Linked DNA regions of Mus musculus: regions 1 and 3 are each linked to region 2. A link is a contact called in public promoter capture Hi-C data. All regions are on one chromosome and are shown on one strand. The core of a region is the stretch at or near the end of the contact, and the rest is flanking DNA. Distances in the headings are between cores, read along the strand shown.

What was found. Promoter capture Hi-C pulls out the DNA fragments that hold promoters and counts their contacts.
Region 1: a promoter capture Hi-C map of embryonic stem cells shows a contact between it and region 2, with 2.6 times the contacts expected there. The contact joins the promoter of Ms4a3 here to the promoter of Ms4a8a in region 2. A contact is called at or near these places in 6 of 39 promoter capture datasets (the 3T3-L1 cell line, the C10 cell line, cranial neural crest and 2 more) and 2 of 9 other capture datasets (liver and macrophages).
Region 3: a promoter capture Hi-C map of embryonic stem cells shows a contact between it and region 2, with 4 times the contacts expected there. The contact joins the promoter of Ms4a6d here to the promoter of Ms4a8a in region 2. A contact is called at or near these places in 13 of 39 promoter capture datasets (3T3-L1-derived adipocytes, cranial neural crest, embryonic stem cells and 7 more), 3 of 115 datasets of contacts at active chromatin or transcription factors (bone marrow-derived dendritic cells and bone marrow-derived macrophages) and 3 of 9 other capture datasets (adipose tissue, liver and macrophages).

What each region holds. Positions count from the first base shown.
Region 1 is chr19:11,637,884-11,642,873 of GRCm38.p6, reverse strand. Ms4a3 (membrane-spanning 4-domains, subfamily A, member 3) reads left to right here and starts at 2,023. Exons shown (of 7, transcript NM_133246.5): 1 at 2,023-2,207; 2 at 3,575-3,684; 3 at 4,551-4,688. The coding sequence starts at 3,598.
Region 2 is chr19:11,078,392-11,082,883 of GRCm38.p6, reverse strand. It overlaps Ms4a8a (membrane-spanning 4-domains, subfamily A, member 8A), which reads left to right and starts at 1,781. Exons shown (of 7, transcript NM_022430.2): 1 at 1,781-1,900; 2 at 3,281-3,500. The coding sequence starts at 1,788.
Region 3 is chr19:11,603,063-11,607,939 of GRCm38.p6, reverse strand. It overlaps Ms4a6d (membrane-spanning 4-domains, subfamily A, member 6D), which reads left to right and starts at 3,136. Exons shown (of 7, transcript NM_026835.2): 1 at 3,136-3,266; 2 at 4,632-4,794. The coding sequence starts at 4,648. It also overlaps the pseudogene Gm24599.

The DNA.
Region 1 (4,990 bases), core at 774-3,273, 560 kb before region 2:
CCAAAGTGTGGACACTTTGCCCCTTCTTAGAATTGGGAACAAAATCTCCATGGAAGGAGTTACAGAGACAAAGTTTGGAGCTGTGACAAAAGGATGGACCATCTAGAGACTGCCATATCCGGGGATCCATCCCATAATCAGCTTCCAAACGCTGACACCATTGCATACACTAACAAGATTTTGCTGAAAGGACCCAAATATAGTTGTCTCTTGTGAGATTATGCCGGGCCTAGCAAACACAGAGGTGGATGCTCACAGTCAGCTATTGGATGTATCACAGGGCCCCCAATGGAGGAGCTAGAGAAAGTACTCAAGGAGCTAAAGGGATCTGCAACCCTATAGGTGGAACAACATTATGAACTAACCAGTACCCCTGGAGCTCTTGATTCTAGCTGCATATGTATCAAAAGATGGCCTAGTCAGCCATCACTGGAAAGAGAGGCCCATTGGACTTGCAAACTTTATATGCCCCAGTACAGGGGAACGCCAGGGCCAAAAAGTGGGAGTGGGTAGGTAGGGGTGTGTGTGGGGGGGAGGGTATGGGGGACTTTTAGGATAGCATTGGAAATGTAAATGAGGAAAATACCTAATAAAAATATTAAAAAAAGAAATAAAGTCCTCATAGAGACCATATATGAGAACAAGTCATTTCCACCATACAAAACTATCTGACTTCTAGCCTTGAAGGGCTTCAGACACAGGGTCCCAACCTAAGCTGAAGCCTCAGATGATCCCCGAAAGCCACTGGGGTACAGTGGGCCAAGGTAAGACACTGGAGGACTGTCATTCATTTTTGTACTCCCAGAACATGGGGCATGGGCTGCTTTTATCACTGTTAACATTAGAGTGAGGTCTAGTCAGAATCGTTCCTAATAGAGGATGAAATTTGCCTTTGTTTGTTTGTTTGTTTGTTTTTAAATTGCTATGACAAAAAAAAAACCCAGACTAAATGAACGTAGGAAAGCTTTATGCCTATTTCCAATTTGAAGGGAGGGGTGGTGACAAGGGCTGCTCTGGCCCTGCCAGCAGAGTATGTGATGGGCTGGTCACACTCTCTGCAGTCAGGAAGCAGACAGATGAGTGCTCACTCAGCTCACGGTTCCTTTTTCATCCAGTCCAAAGCCATGGGATTTTGAATTCCATATTCAGGATTCATCTTCTAAGTTAAATGCTTATGGGAACTCTCTCACAGAGGTAACCAGAGTCATAATTCATATCCCAGGCAACCCTAAATGTCTAATTATGAGTGTCTGCCCTCTGCTTTCTCTCAAGTGTTCTCCCTCACTCCCTCTATTCTATGGTGTGACATGAAAGCCCTCAGAAGTGCTAGTGTTCTGGCACAGGACTTTTCAGATTCTATGGCCACGAGAAAAATAAACTCTTCTTCTTTATAACCCACCCTGTCAGTGGCATTCTCTTATACTATCAGACAACAGACCAATACATCTGGATAAATATGAGAGAATCTGATTATCTCCTCTATGTCAGTTTTGTCTTTCATTACATTGATTCAGTAGTGGTATTTAGGTCATGGGTTATCCCAAGGATGGAAGAAATGGATGCACCCTGAAGCAAATTGAACAGCAAGTGACAGTTGATGTAAACGCAATATATTTAAATTACCATTGTCTTAATTTATGACAAATGAACTAACCTTGCTTGGCCTGAGAGGATTAAACATTATAATTTCTATAAAAACAGTTTTAGCAACATCACTGATACGTTATGTAAACTCAGTCCCTTAATGGCCACAATATGTTGTTCCCCTTCCCAACACTATTCATTCTGCCTGGCTTCACTTTTTTTTTACATAGCTAGACTTATTCTCCCCCATCCCACTCTACCTTCCCACTGACTTAGCCCCTTGTTCTGCTTTTATTTCTTGCTCCAATAATGTGTGAAGCAACATCTTAGAGCCAGATGCTGATGGCTCCATATACCAGCTTCCTTCTTAATGGTATACTTGGGGAAGTGGGTGGGCCATTAGTGCCCTCAAATAGGAGTGTTATTAGCACACCTTTCAGGCAGCCAGCAAAACCACTTCCACTGGACTTGCTGAGGAATTGCACAAAGAAGAGATTCGTTAAGCCTGAGGAGGAAGAGACTGCTGGTTTTGGGGGACAGACTCTGGTGGTCATTACTGTCTCCTCTTCTGTAATGAGTTGGACTTGCAGGGGAAGGACTTGTCAAATCCTGAATTCTTCAAGGTAAACCCTACCAGACCTTTCTCCATTGGAATCATCTCTTCATTTTTCTGTCTGCTAAGGGTGGCTTTCTTGGGATAAAAGTCTTCTGTTTCATTTCTCAGTAGAGGTTTGGAATTTTTAGCTGTGTGGACAAATGTCTTTGGAATGCAGATATTACCTGGCGCCTGGTAACCCGGTGCCATGATTTTTGGCATAATATATTTGGAAAATGTAGACATGGATAGACCAATGTTAGGCAGGCAGTCAGGCACGCACGCGCACACACACACATACACACACACACACACACACACACACACACACACACACACACACACACATTTTGACATATTAAGAGGCTGCCTCTGAGTTTGGTGGCCAGGTCTAGCTATGAGAGGTGGCCTGAATGATAAGTTTTGTGAGGGAGATCCTGCCTGAGTGCATAAGAGTGTGGTGATAATTAGAGGCAGATTTGACCCTTAACTTCTCAGATCCCTGCCAGGTGGACTTGGGAATGTTATTTAATGCTCTATTTCTTAGATTCCTCATCTGTAAAATGGAAAGTGTCATAATGACAATACACATTCCAATAGATGTTTTGCAAACTGAATTGGTTGACATGAGTAAAACACCCAGAAGTGTTCTACACAGATAGAGCTGGGGAGATGAACTCCTTAGTGGGACACTAGGAAGCCTACAATTTCTAGATTTCTTTTAAAAGCCAAATTGACTATATTTTGTAGAACATGGCTTGCTTTACCTGAAGGCTGGAGCTTACCTTCAATTCTTTTCTAAAAAGCTCAACAATGTGTCAGACCTCCAAAGCCATTGTGTGGTGTTTTCAGCATGAAGACCCAGTGCCTGCTAATGGATTTTCTATTATTATTCTTAAACATGGCTATTTATAAAGTTTGTATTAGATATATATGAACTGTGAGGCAGTGAGGCAGATGAGCACACAGAGAGATGCAAGCACCTTTAAAATTGAAGCTCAGCCTGAGGTGTGTGGAACTTGTGCTGAAGGGATTCCCAGAACATGAAGAAAGGGTTCACCATTCAGACTAGGCCAGGACTAAAAGGGTTTTTTGAAAGCTTGATTTTGGCAGTATCCAGGCCAAGTTGTAGTGGGGAGAGAGGATTTGCTTTGTGAAGAGAATAGTTTTAGGGTATAAAGGCAAGGCGCAGGGTGTGACTTCTGGAACTCAGACCCTCCTCAGAAGAGCAATCCTGATGCGTGGACAAGATGAACTCTTCTGTGACACTAAAAAATACTGTTAGAAAGTGGTCCAAGGAGGCACCAAGCCTGTGAGTTCTTCCCCATGATAGCCCCAAACAGCCCCAAATGGCCTCCCAGGAATCTCATAATACAGGACTGGGGATCTCGGCAGGTGGTACCTCATCAGGCAGACACATGAAGCCAGAGGAGACTGGTGGTTCTGTTTATCAGCCCTTGGATGAGTCACGCCATGTTCAACGAGGTGTACTGCAAGCCCTCGGGGTAAGTCAGCCTTTGCTATAAAGTTGGCTTATGAGAGAAGGAGCAAAAGATTATATGGACATTCTGTAAATTTCTTCCTGTAAATTTCTGAGTTATTTATCAAGTCACTGAGGACAAGATAGGGTCATGGAGATCTGAGGAGTAGAAATGGAGAATCAGTCAGTCTCTCATAGGGAGAATATCCACCCCAGCGTACCTCAGAGAATTTGTTCTAAGGCTCTTTATTGTTTCTTGGTGCTTTCTGACCACTTATATCAGGAGGTTGAGTTCTGTGAAGTTCCCCTCTCTTCCCCTCTCCTTCCCCCACTCCCCTTCCCTTCCCTCCCCCTTGCCTTCTTTCCCCTTCTCTCCCCTCCCTTTCCCTCCCCTCACCCTTGCCTTTTTTCCCCTTCTCTCCCCTCTTCCTTCTTTCTTCCCTTCTTCCCTCTCTCTTTCATCCCCCCTCCCTTACCACTCCTCCCCTTCTCTGCCCTCCCTTTCCCTCCTCTCCTCTCTTCTGTCTTTCCTGTGGTGCTGGGGATGAGAACCAGGTCCTCCTGGATGCCAGGAAAATGCTATTATTCAGTTAAAACTCCAACCCTTTGTACAGTTTTTATATGGAGTCTTACTAAATCACACAGGTTGGCCTTGAACTCATTCTGTAGCTCATATAGATGTTTCTACCTCATCACCATAATCTATATTTTAAATAAAAATATTTTAAAATAAAAATTTGACAGCTACCTGGCTTTGTCGTATTTCTCAGAACAAGATTTTGTTCAGTTAATTTAGGCTTAGCATTTAAACCATTTAAAGGCACAATAAGTCCTTTTGGAGGAAAATAAAAATAACATTATACCTTTTTTTTTTCTTCGTCTTCCTTACAGGCCATCCAGATCCTGAATGGAATACTGATTCTAGCTCTCGGAATTTTTCTGGTTTGTTTACAACACGTGTCCCACCACTTCAGGCATTTCTTCTTCTTCACCTTCTACACAGGCTACCCACTGTGGGGTGCTGTGTTTGTGAGTATTCATTTCCTTGGCCATAGACCATCTCCTACCCAGCACTGCTAGTGTGCTAGTATGAAAGTGTTCTTTGAAGATTACCAGCTGTGGTTTTGATTTATAATTTCCAACAAAAGTAGGCAAAAGTCTCTTTCTTTCTGTGCAACTTATGATTTTACTTTTTGTTATGGCCAAATAAAATCCTGTTGTGTATACGTACTACATTTTATTTATCCATTCATTTGTTGATGGGCATGATGGACATGACCAGTTCCATCTCCTGGGTATTATGAATGGTGCAGCAATAAACATGGGTTTAT
Region 2 (4,492 bases), core at 532-3,031:
CTCTAAATATAAAGCAAAGGGGCAGGAGGAGCCATACCACTCCTAGAGATCTGTGAACAGTTAATTGATGGTTGCTGAGGGAAGGAAAGACATTTCTTTCATCAGGATAGCCATATGTAAGCCACCCATGCACCCGAAAGTAAATCCTCAAAAGGTTTCCATACGTGATCTTTATTAAACATATTGCTCGCTAAAAATAAAGAAGAGAAGCATGAGGAAAGATGGGGGCTGGTTGGTAAAAGGAAGAGGATCAACGGGAGTGAAAGGAATACAGGAATAATGACAGGTGACTGTGATCAAAATAAGGTATTGAGTGTATAAATCAGAATATGCTCATCATTACATATAACTAATATATGCTAAATGTAACTTTTTGAAAAATGAAAAATAAGGCAAAGTATATAGTATATAATTGTATGAAACACCAGAGTGAACCTCATCATTATATACAACTAATATATGCTAAAAGTAACTTTTTGAAAAATGAAAAAATAAGACAGAGGAAAACATCTAGACTTCTGACCTATAGACACACACACATCATGCATGGACACACACACATACACATACACACAATAAAACAATATCAAATTTGAAGAAATGATCCCACAGATAAGGTCTAATAAAAAGCTGGCTTTAAAAACTTGGGGGCAAATCTGAAAAGGGTATTGGCAAGGTTTGATTGAATTAGAATTTTTCATCCTTTTTGCTTTCAATGTCCCTTGTGTGTGCCTACCCAAAACTTGTCCTGTGCTTTCTTCCCTTCTTGGCTTTGTCCCTTTCGATAGCCTCTGCCTATAATGTTCTTTCAGTTGGTCAGCTTGCAAAGTGCCAGCCATCCTCTCATCTCAGTGTGCTCAGTCAGGGAGAGTCTAATGAGTGTCTTTCGTATGCCAATTGGAATTTTTAAAAAGTCAATATGTCACATCTGATTCCAAAGACCTCACTGCTCCAGTACAGCAGTTCTCAGACAAGATCCTTATTTTCCAGGTGAGATAAAAATAAATGGAAGGGGGGCTGGTGAGATGGCTCAGTGGGTAAGAGCACCCGACTGCTCTTCCGAAGGTCAGGAGTTCAAATCCCAGCAACCACATGGTGGCTCACAACTGACTCCCTCTTCTGGAGTGTCTGAGGACAGCTACAGTGTACTTACAATAAATAAATAAATAAATAAATAAATATAAATAAATAAATAAATGGAAGGGAAGAGAGAGATGACTCCATGGTTAAGAGACATCTGCTCTTGCAGCATACCCAAGTTCTATTCTCAGCAACCACATGGTGGTTCACAACTGTCTGTGAGAGCAGTCACTGCACACACAAAGCAGATAAGCATACATAGAGGCAAAATATCCATACACGTTACATAAAAGTAAATGACTTTAAACCTATGGAAGAGAGTTGAGTGTAACTTTCATTTTATCCATTGATTCCATCTTTTCTCATTGCAGTTCAATGATTTCAAGTGTCTAAGCACTCCAGCTCCACAGCTCTCTCTGTGTTCTCCTGGGATCATGTATTTCTTTGCTGTGAAACTGAGTCAACCTGTCCTCTATTTCAGCACAGTACATCCAGCCCTGAATGTCCAGGTCATTCTTTTGTCTCCTAGAACACCCAGCACAACCTCAACTCTCCATTCAGGCACCTTGAAGCCCTTGACAAAATGAGCTGTATTTAATTGGTTCCATAACTAAAACAGGAAGCAAATGTGGGTGTGGAAGCTCTGACCAGCTGCTGACCCAGGCCTCACCCAGGAAAGAAGTAGAGAGGACTTTGGATCATTCTAAATGAATCGCCCAACTGCACAGGGTGCAGTCAATCTCTCGGGGAGTAAGTTTTCTACAGCAAAGAGTTGGGAACCGGAGCAAGAGAGACTTACTTGGCAACCGGGCACAGTAAGGTGAGTGTGTGTGATCAAATGGTTATATGAATTGCTGATGAATGGAGATAAGGGGTTTGTGTCAAATGAGACATGGGGAATGTAAGTGGATGAAAGACGCTGGAGAGGTATATTGGGTGAAAAACATAGAAGGGTGTATTGTACTTATTTTATTGTGTCTGTTCCAAAAACAGAATGGAAGAAGAGAAACTTTTAAAGGTATACCACTCACTGGGTATGGGTTAATGCTGAGACCCACAGGGTAGAAGGATAAAATCAACTCCCACCAGTTATCTTCTGGCCTCCAAGTGTGTAACATGGAAGGCACACATACACACATACACACACAAATAATAAAATGGCCCTAGAAAATTAAACCAGACAACACACACACCCACTACACTGACAATAGACTTCCCTTGAGCACAATGGCCTCCATTTTTCTAATATGTACATGACATTGGAGAAGTCAACACTACTGTCACACTCTGTTTCCTTTTCCAAAATCTAAGAGAACTAAACTCCATGTTCCCCAAGAGTCTTTCTACCTGTGGGACTCTGAGATCAGATAATTCCACTGTACACAAAACAGGATCAAGATAGTAGGAGACATGCAAAGAGTGAAATGGCACAGCCTGGCTTCCGGGAGTGCCTAGCCTCTCCGGGCTTTACTTTTTCATCCATGGGACAAGTTAAAACTGTAAGAGAAGCATTTGTAAAGTGTTGGTTGCCTGGCACTTACCTGGCATATGCCTGGCATTCTCAACAAGCCCTGAAATAGAAGTTTAACATTATCTCTAAGATGGTGTTAACAAATAGGTGGGGTTGAATTGCTCAGGTAAAAATCATTCTTGGTTATTTTAAAGTGTTTAATGTCCTATGTGTGTGCGTGTGCATGCACATGATCAAGTATGTGTGTTCACATGTATATGGAGACCACAGGACTATATAGGGTGTCTCCCTTACTCGCTCTCCAGAGATCCCATCTCTCCTGTCCCACAGGTGCACCTAGCAATAAAGACAATATCAATAGACTTGTTATTATTATTAATTACTGTTATTATACTTTATTTACTTATTGTTTATGGTCACACAAGTGCCACTAAATGTTCTTGGAAATTAGAGAACAAATTTTAGGAATCAGTTCTCTCTTTCCACCACGTGAGTCTCAGGGTCCAAACTCAAGGTCACCAGGCAGAAATGACTTTACCTGCTGAGTCGTCTCACTGGCCCTACACTTGGCTTTTTACAAAAGGTGCTGGGAAATCTAAACCCATATCCTAATGTTTGTTGAGCAAGTGGCTACTGACTGAGCTGCCTCCCCAGCCTCTTGAAGTCTTTTTAAAATGTAAACACAGTATATAAATGATGAGTGATTCTGTTGTATTTCTTTTTCGTCAGCATGAATACAGTAACTTCACCGGGCCCCATGGCCAATTCTGTATATGTGGTGGCACCGCCCAACAGTTATCCTGTGGTCCCAGGAACCGTGCCTCAGATGCCTATTTATCCCAGCAATCAGCCTCAAGTCCATGTGATTTCTGGTCATCTGCCTGGTTTGGTGCCAGCTATGACCGAACCGCCTGCCCAGAGAGTCTTGAAAAAGGGACAAGTCCTAGGGGTAAGTAAGAGGAGTCCACTGTGTGAGCCAGAGACCATGTGCTACAGAGAGAGGAAAGCAGAGGCTTGAGACAGACTAATAGAAATTCCAAATAAGGGGCCAGGGAACAGGATATTTCAGTTAGTAAAGGGCTTAGTGCCATGTCAGCAAACTGAGTGCCATCCACAGAACCCACCTTACATAAGCTGTAGAAATGCACTCATCATCCCAGAACCAGGAAGTCAGAGACAGATAGATGTCTGCGGCTCTCTGCCCAGCCAACCTAGCTTACTTGGTGAGTTCCAAGCTAATGAGAGAACCTGACTTGAAAAAAAAAATGTAAAGGACTCCTGGGGATGATAACCAAGGTAGATGTTGGCCTCATCATACATGTACACACACGTACACACACACACACACACACACACACACACACAAAGATACACAGTGCCTAAGGAACCACACACCCATACCTGTGCATGAACATGCACACACACACACACATATATACATAGGCATGCACATATGCACATACAAACATACATACATACATACATACATACATACATACATACATACAAAAAGAAAGAAAAGAAACTTCAAATAAAGCAGATGGGGCTGGCTTAGCCAAAGCCAGATCTGTTGAAAATCTCTGCAGCAAAAGGAGCCTCAGTATATGGCCTTGTAGTTTCTGATTTGGGCATTTAGGAATAAAGAATAATTAAAAACAAACAAAAAAAAACTAAACAAAACAGCCAAAAAGCAGTGTTCTTGGATGCGGAATCTTTTGCCTCTAAGCATTTGCTTCCAATAGCTTAAGAAGAAAGAAAGTCCAACAAAGACAAAGTTTCCCAAAGGTAGAACAGAGCTCAGGGTTGTTGAATCAAAGCAGAAAAAAGGCAAGCAGGCTAGACAATCAGCAATGCCTGAAAAGCTGGCCCGAATTGCACAAAGGAACTCATTTCATTGCATAGCCCATGAATGACAAGCAGTGATTCTAACCCAGACTGCCC
Region 3 (4,877 bases), core at 1,887-4,386, 520 kb before region 2:
AATGACATCCTGACATTAATGGTGGCACAATGACTAAAGAAAAGCTGCTCTTTCCACAATCCCTGTTTCAAAATATGCCACCTCATAGAACATTCCATGATGTTGAGAATTCTAGAGGTTTCTAGATTTTACTCCAACATCTTGTTACAATAAATTTCTCTGGGATACTGAAAACACATCAGGAATCCATCTTCTCTTTCAGTCTGGGCACATCTGGCCATTGTTTTACTATGAGACCTGCAGAAGATTCTTCTGGCTTGAAATCAGGAAATGGGATGAAGTAGATGGTGCAAAAAGTATGCCAATTGTATCCTACAGAGTTTGATGACTTCTGAGTGAAGTGGCTAGTAAGCCCCAGAGCTGCTCACTAACCTTATGACCCCTGGATCCAGAGGGACAGGCACAAGTCATAGCCAATAATAAAATAATAGTTTCTGGTGTGTCACTTGTGTGTCAGCAGGTGGCAGAGAGGAAAGAGGCTAGGTCTATACTAGGTCTACACTAGGTCTGCACTCAGTGTTCTGAGCTTTGAACATCTGAATGATTAGTAGCCTAACATTCCTTGAAAAAAGTGAGCCTGAAATGATCACCAGTCTGATGCCAGGCAGGACTGGATGGGTTCCCAGGGTGGAGAGCACGACAGAGACTAGAAGGACCCCACATGGGACTGTACACCCTGGGAAAGAGTAAGCCTGTGATAGAAGAAGGAATAACTGGGAGGTAGGGGTCAAGGAGTGTGCCTAAGATGACCACAAGACTGGTGTCATGGGGCTTGGACATGCATCCAGCCTGAAATGATCATCAGTTGGATGCCCCACACGTGTGATCCTGTAGACCGTGACCGAGATGATTCCTGTCTGGTTCCATAGTGCATAACTGAGGCTTGGCATTCCTGAGACCACTCCTGAGATGCTCAGGTGCTCAGAGACCCCTGGCACCACCAAAAGGAGCAAGCAAGTGGAGGAGAAATTGAAGAGAAAGAGAAACAGAAGGGTGTGGGCACAATGGAGAGAAGCAGAGCTGGAGACTCCAGGGTAGTGAGGAACAGCCAGATGTGAGTGCCAGTGATGCCACTTGGGACCATGGTGGGGTCCTGGCCTGTGCAGCTGCCATGGACCACATCTGGGTCTGAGGCCCTACAGCAGCAGAAGTCTGTCACGAGTGAAGGCTAAGCAGATGTCTCTGGTCTGGGCTGCTGATTGGGGACATCTTGATATCTGAGGTCTCATCTGAGCATCTTGAGAGAGTTGGCTCTGGTGGGCTAAGAGCAGGAAAGCTGACTTCGCCCCTAGCCAGCTCAAGTTCTCAAAAGAGTAGGGCCCACACTTGAGGAGTTGCAGGTGAGCAGCCTTCAAGGATAGGAGCATAGGAGTCTCCCTTGTGTGGCAGGAACAAGGAAGAGACAGCCTCCTCCTACCTCTCCCCTCACCACCTTTGGCAGGTAGAAGACCTGGCCCTGGGATCATGAGAGCTGGAGAGCTAGACTTACCCCCACCCCCAGATGCAGCACTTAGGGTGAGACCTGCACCTCACCTGGTCAGCACAGTAGAGCTGACCCGGATGTGGGGTCTGCCAGTGAGTGGGCCCCAAGGGTGTAAACATGTCTGCAACTAGCTTGCCATGAGACAGAGTGGGTGATGGAGAGATACCTTCTCCCTCCCTCTTCCTTTGCCATCTATGGCAGGTGGGAGAGCTGGCCCCAGGGTTCTGAGAGTGTGAGAAGTGGTCCTGTCCCTCACTGGCATTTGCCAGTGAGCTGCACCAAGGGCCTGAGAGCTTGTGATCTGACAAGCTCATAAACTTCTCAGGCCCAGGTTCAGGGCTTTGAATTGACCCACCCCAATATCTACCTCATCGATGAACAGCTGGAGTGTATGAAGGGAGTGGTCCTATAGATCCAAAGCTATAAGATCTCCATGACACAGGGCAACAGGATATCTGAGAGGAGTCCCAGTGAGGTTTCAGTATTGATAGAATAGCAGAAGTCAGAGGTCTCATACCAGACCAAGAATCATTGCAACAGATATTTTCAAGCAAATAAATTTAGACAAAAGGGAATACTGTGGGATACACTGTGACACACTACAGCTTCCACAATGAGATTTTTTTTTCTTTGCTGGGGGGAGATGGCAAGGGTGGAGGACAGGTACCAGAGGAGGGGGAGGTAAGTGGGGCTGTGGTACATGATGTGAAATTTGCAAAGAATCAATAAAAGAAAAAAAAACAGTGCCCATGAGACCATTGGGTATTCATGTCTATTTTTGCCCCCCCTTTTTTGATTGGAAGTGTTTCCTGGTAACTGTCTAACTACCAAAGAAAAACTTAGTTGTATTCTAATAGTGATCTAGATTTTTGAGCTTTGCAGAAATCATTAAATATTTTGTTAAGTTCATTGATTAAAGCCTTTATAAATGTAGCATATTATTTATTTACCTGTAGATTTTAGTTTTTAACCCCATGCATGATCCCTCTAGCATGGAGTAGTTACAGAGCTGAGAAAAGCTACTCTGACTGACATTCTACTTAACACCACAAGATCACTGGCCTTGGGGAATATGACGTCTAACTCTGTTCATCTTCCTTGTTCCATCTCTGCCACAACTTTCATGACTCATAAGTTTGGGAAGAACGGAAGTTTTTGCTTGGTTTTGTGATACTCATATCATTGTGGGCCAAGATGGAATGTGCAGAACTCCACTGACACTAAGTCAGGATCTGAAGGCAATGCTATCCTTCGCAGACGCAAACCAGCTCGGAAGAAGAACACCTTTGTCAGTTTTCATAACAACTTGGTTCACTCTGTCCATTGGCACCCAATAGACACGTAAGCATAATGCACACTGAGGATCAGATCAGAAATTAGGGTCTCTGAGATGCTCAGCAGGTTCAGCTCTGCCACTGAATGTGTATTCTAGATCTAGGATAATTAGAGAGACACAAAATTCAAACCAGTGATAAAAATGTCAGTGCTGTCATGATGATATTTTATGGGAAGGAAAAGTAACCTACAAGTCTCCCAGAACTGGTCCAATTAGTCATTTTCCTGGTTACTGGAAGTCTATGAAAAAGGAAGTAAAGGCACATTCACATGTCCAGACTGTAAGCGCCACTTCCTGTGCAGTGAGCACAGAAGAAGGAAGGGCTGGGACAGTTAGAACTTCACAAGAAGGAACCAAGGATCAGACTGAGAAAACCCATAGTTAAAGCTCTTGGGGTTTCTGAGAGCTCAGCTGGAAGTGACTGGGTGACAAGGCGCACAGGCTCAGGTAGGCAACCCTGAAGAGAAATTCCTTTGTACAGCACTCTATTTCTGGGACTGCACTGTAAGAGATTGCTGGTGCTTATGGAAGCAATAGAGACACTGGGACACTTCAGAACTAAATGGGCAAACGGAATGGGTATTGGGTTTATATCGGTCCTGGCTGGTTTTAGTTCCATGATCTTGGTGGTCACTGTCCTAAGGTCATGTAATTAACAAAAGCAGAGCTCTTGTACCTGCAAAGGCTTTTAAGCCATTCACTAATTAGGCAGTCTAAGGTCTGAGAGTGGAACAGAAAAGAGAGGCAAACTGAGCTCAGAAACCAATTCCACAGGCAACTTGGTTCTTCCTAACAAGGGCACAGTTCTAATCTTGAACCTCAGGTTACAACTCCAGGGCTTCTCACTCTGCATTCAGGTGCTTCTCCACACTGAGGAGACTTAGACACAGGCTGCCGCAGGCAGGTGGGAAAATAGGGTGAGGAACCAGAGACAGAGACAGCTGGGATCCAGCACCCAACTGTGTGTAGGCAACTGGTTAATAACAAAAACTTTAAATATCTATTTAGCATCAAGCCTATGTCATTATAAAATCATGTGTTATTTTCACACATGAATCAAAATTTACCTCTGAAATTCTTTTTTGATTATGACATTACTAACAAATAGAATTACTGTGAGGGTTCTAAACTATGATGAAATATGCTGGAAATAACACTATGAGACAAACAATGAACAAATAGCTCTCAGTAGTTTGAGTAGTAGCATAAATTGGAAAAGATTGAAGATCAAATTTTAATTATATCTCAAGACTGGTAGAACAACCTGAGGATAAAACTCATCAGAATAAGGGACAGTGCACTCAAACATGATAGCAACTAGGAAATTAATGCTACATTTTGAAAGTCTTTTTATTATAGCTCTTTGTGTGTATATGTGTGTATGCATGCAGGTGAATGTGTGTTAAGGCAAATCTGCAGGTCACAGACAGCTTGCAATGAATCTCTCCTGCTACATGGGTCCAGCAGATCGAACTCAGACCTTCAGGCTTGAAGTCAAATGCCTTTATTTGCTGAGTCATTTCAACAGTTCCAATCTACAAGTTTTATGTAAACATTTGGCTCTGTTCACTGGGATCAGTGGGAGTTGTCATGTTATGTATATATTCATTGTCTAAAAACAACCCTCTATCTCAAGCAGAAAAAAAAAATCCTTCTGAATCTAAGGTTTGGGATTTTACATTTTCTTTAGTCTTCTAGTTTCTTCCCTTGGAGGATAAGTCAAGAATGCAGTAAGGTACTCACCTACAGATTTGAGAGTGGGAAGATGGGTGTGCAGTTCTTTGTAAGAGCTAAGTCCATTTTCTCTTCCAGCCGTGGAAGCTCCATCATGATTCCACAAGTAGTGACCAGTGAGACTGTCACAGTGATTTCACCAAATGGAATCAGCTTTCCCCAAACAGACAAACCCCAGCCTTCCCACCAGAGCCAAGACAGCCTGAAGAAACATCTAAAGGCTGAGATCAAAGTGATGGCGGTAAATTCCACACAGAACACCCTGGGGTGGTTGGAGGGCAGAGGGAGAGGCTCTATGTATTAGGACCAGAGATAAATTTAGGG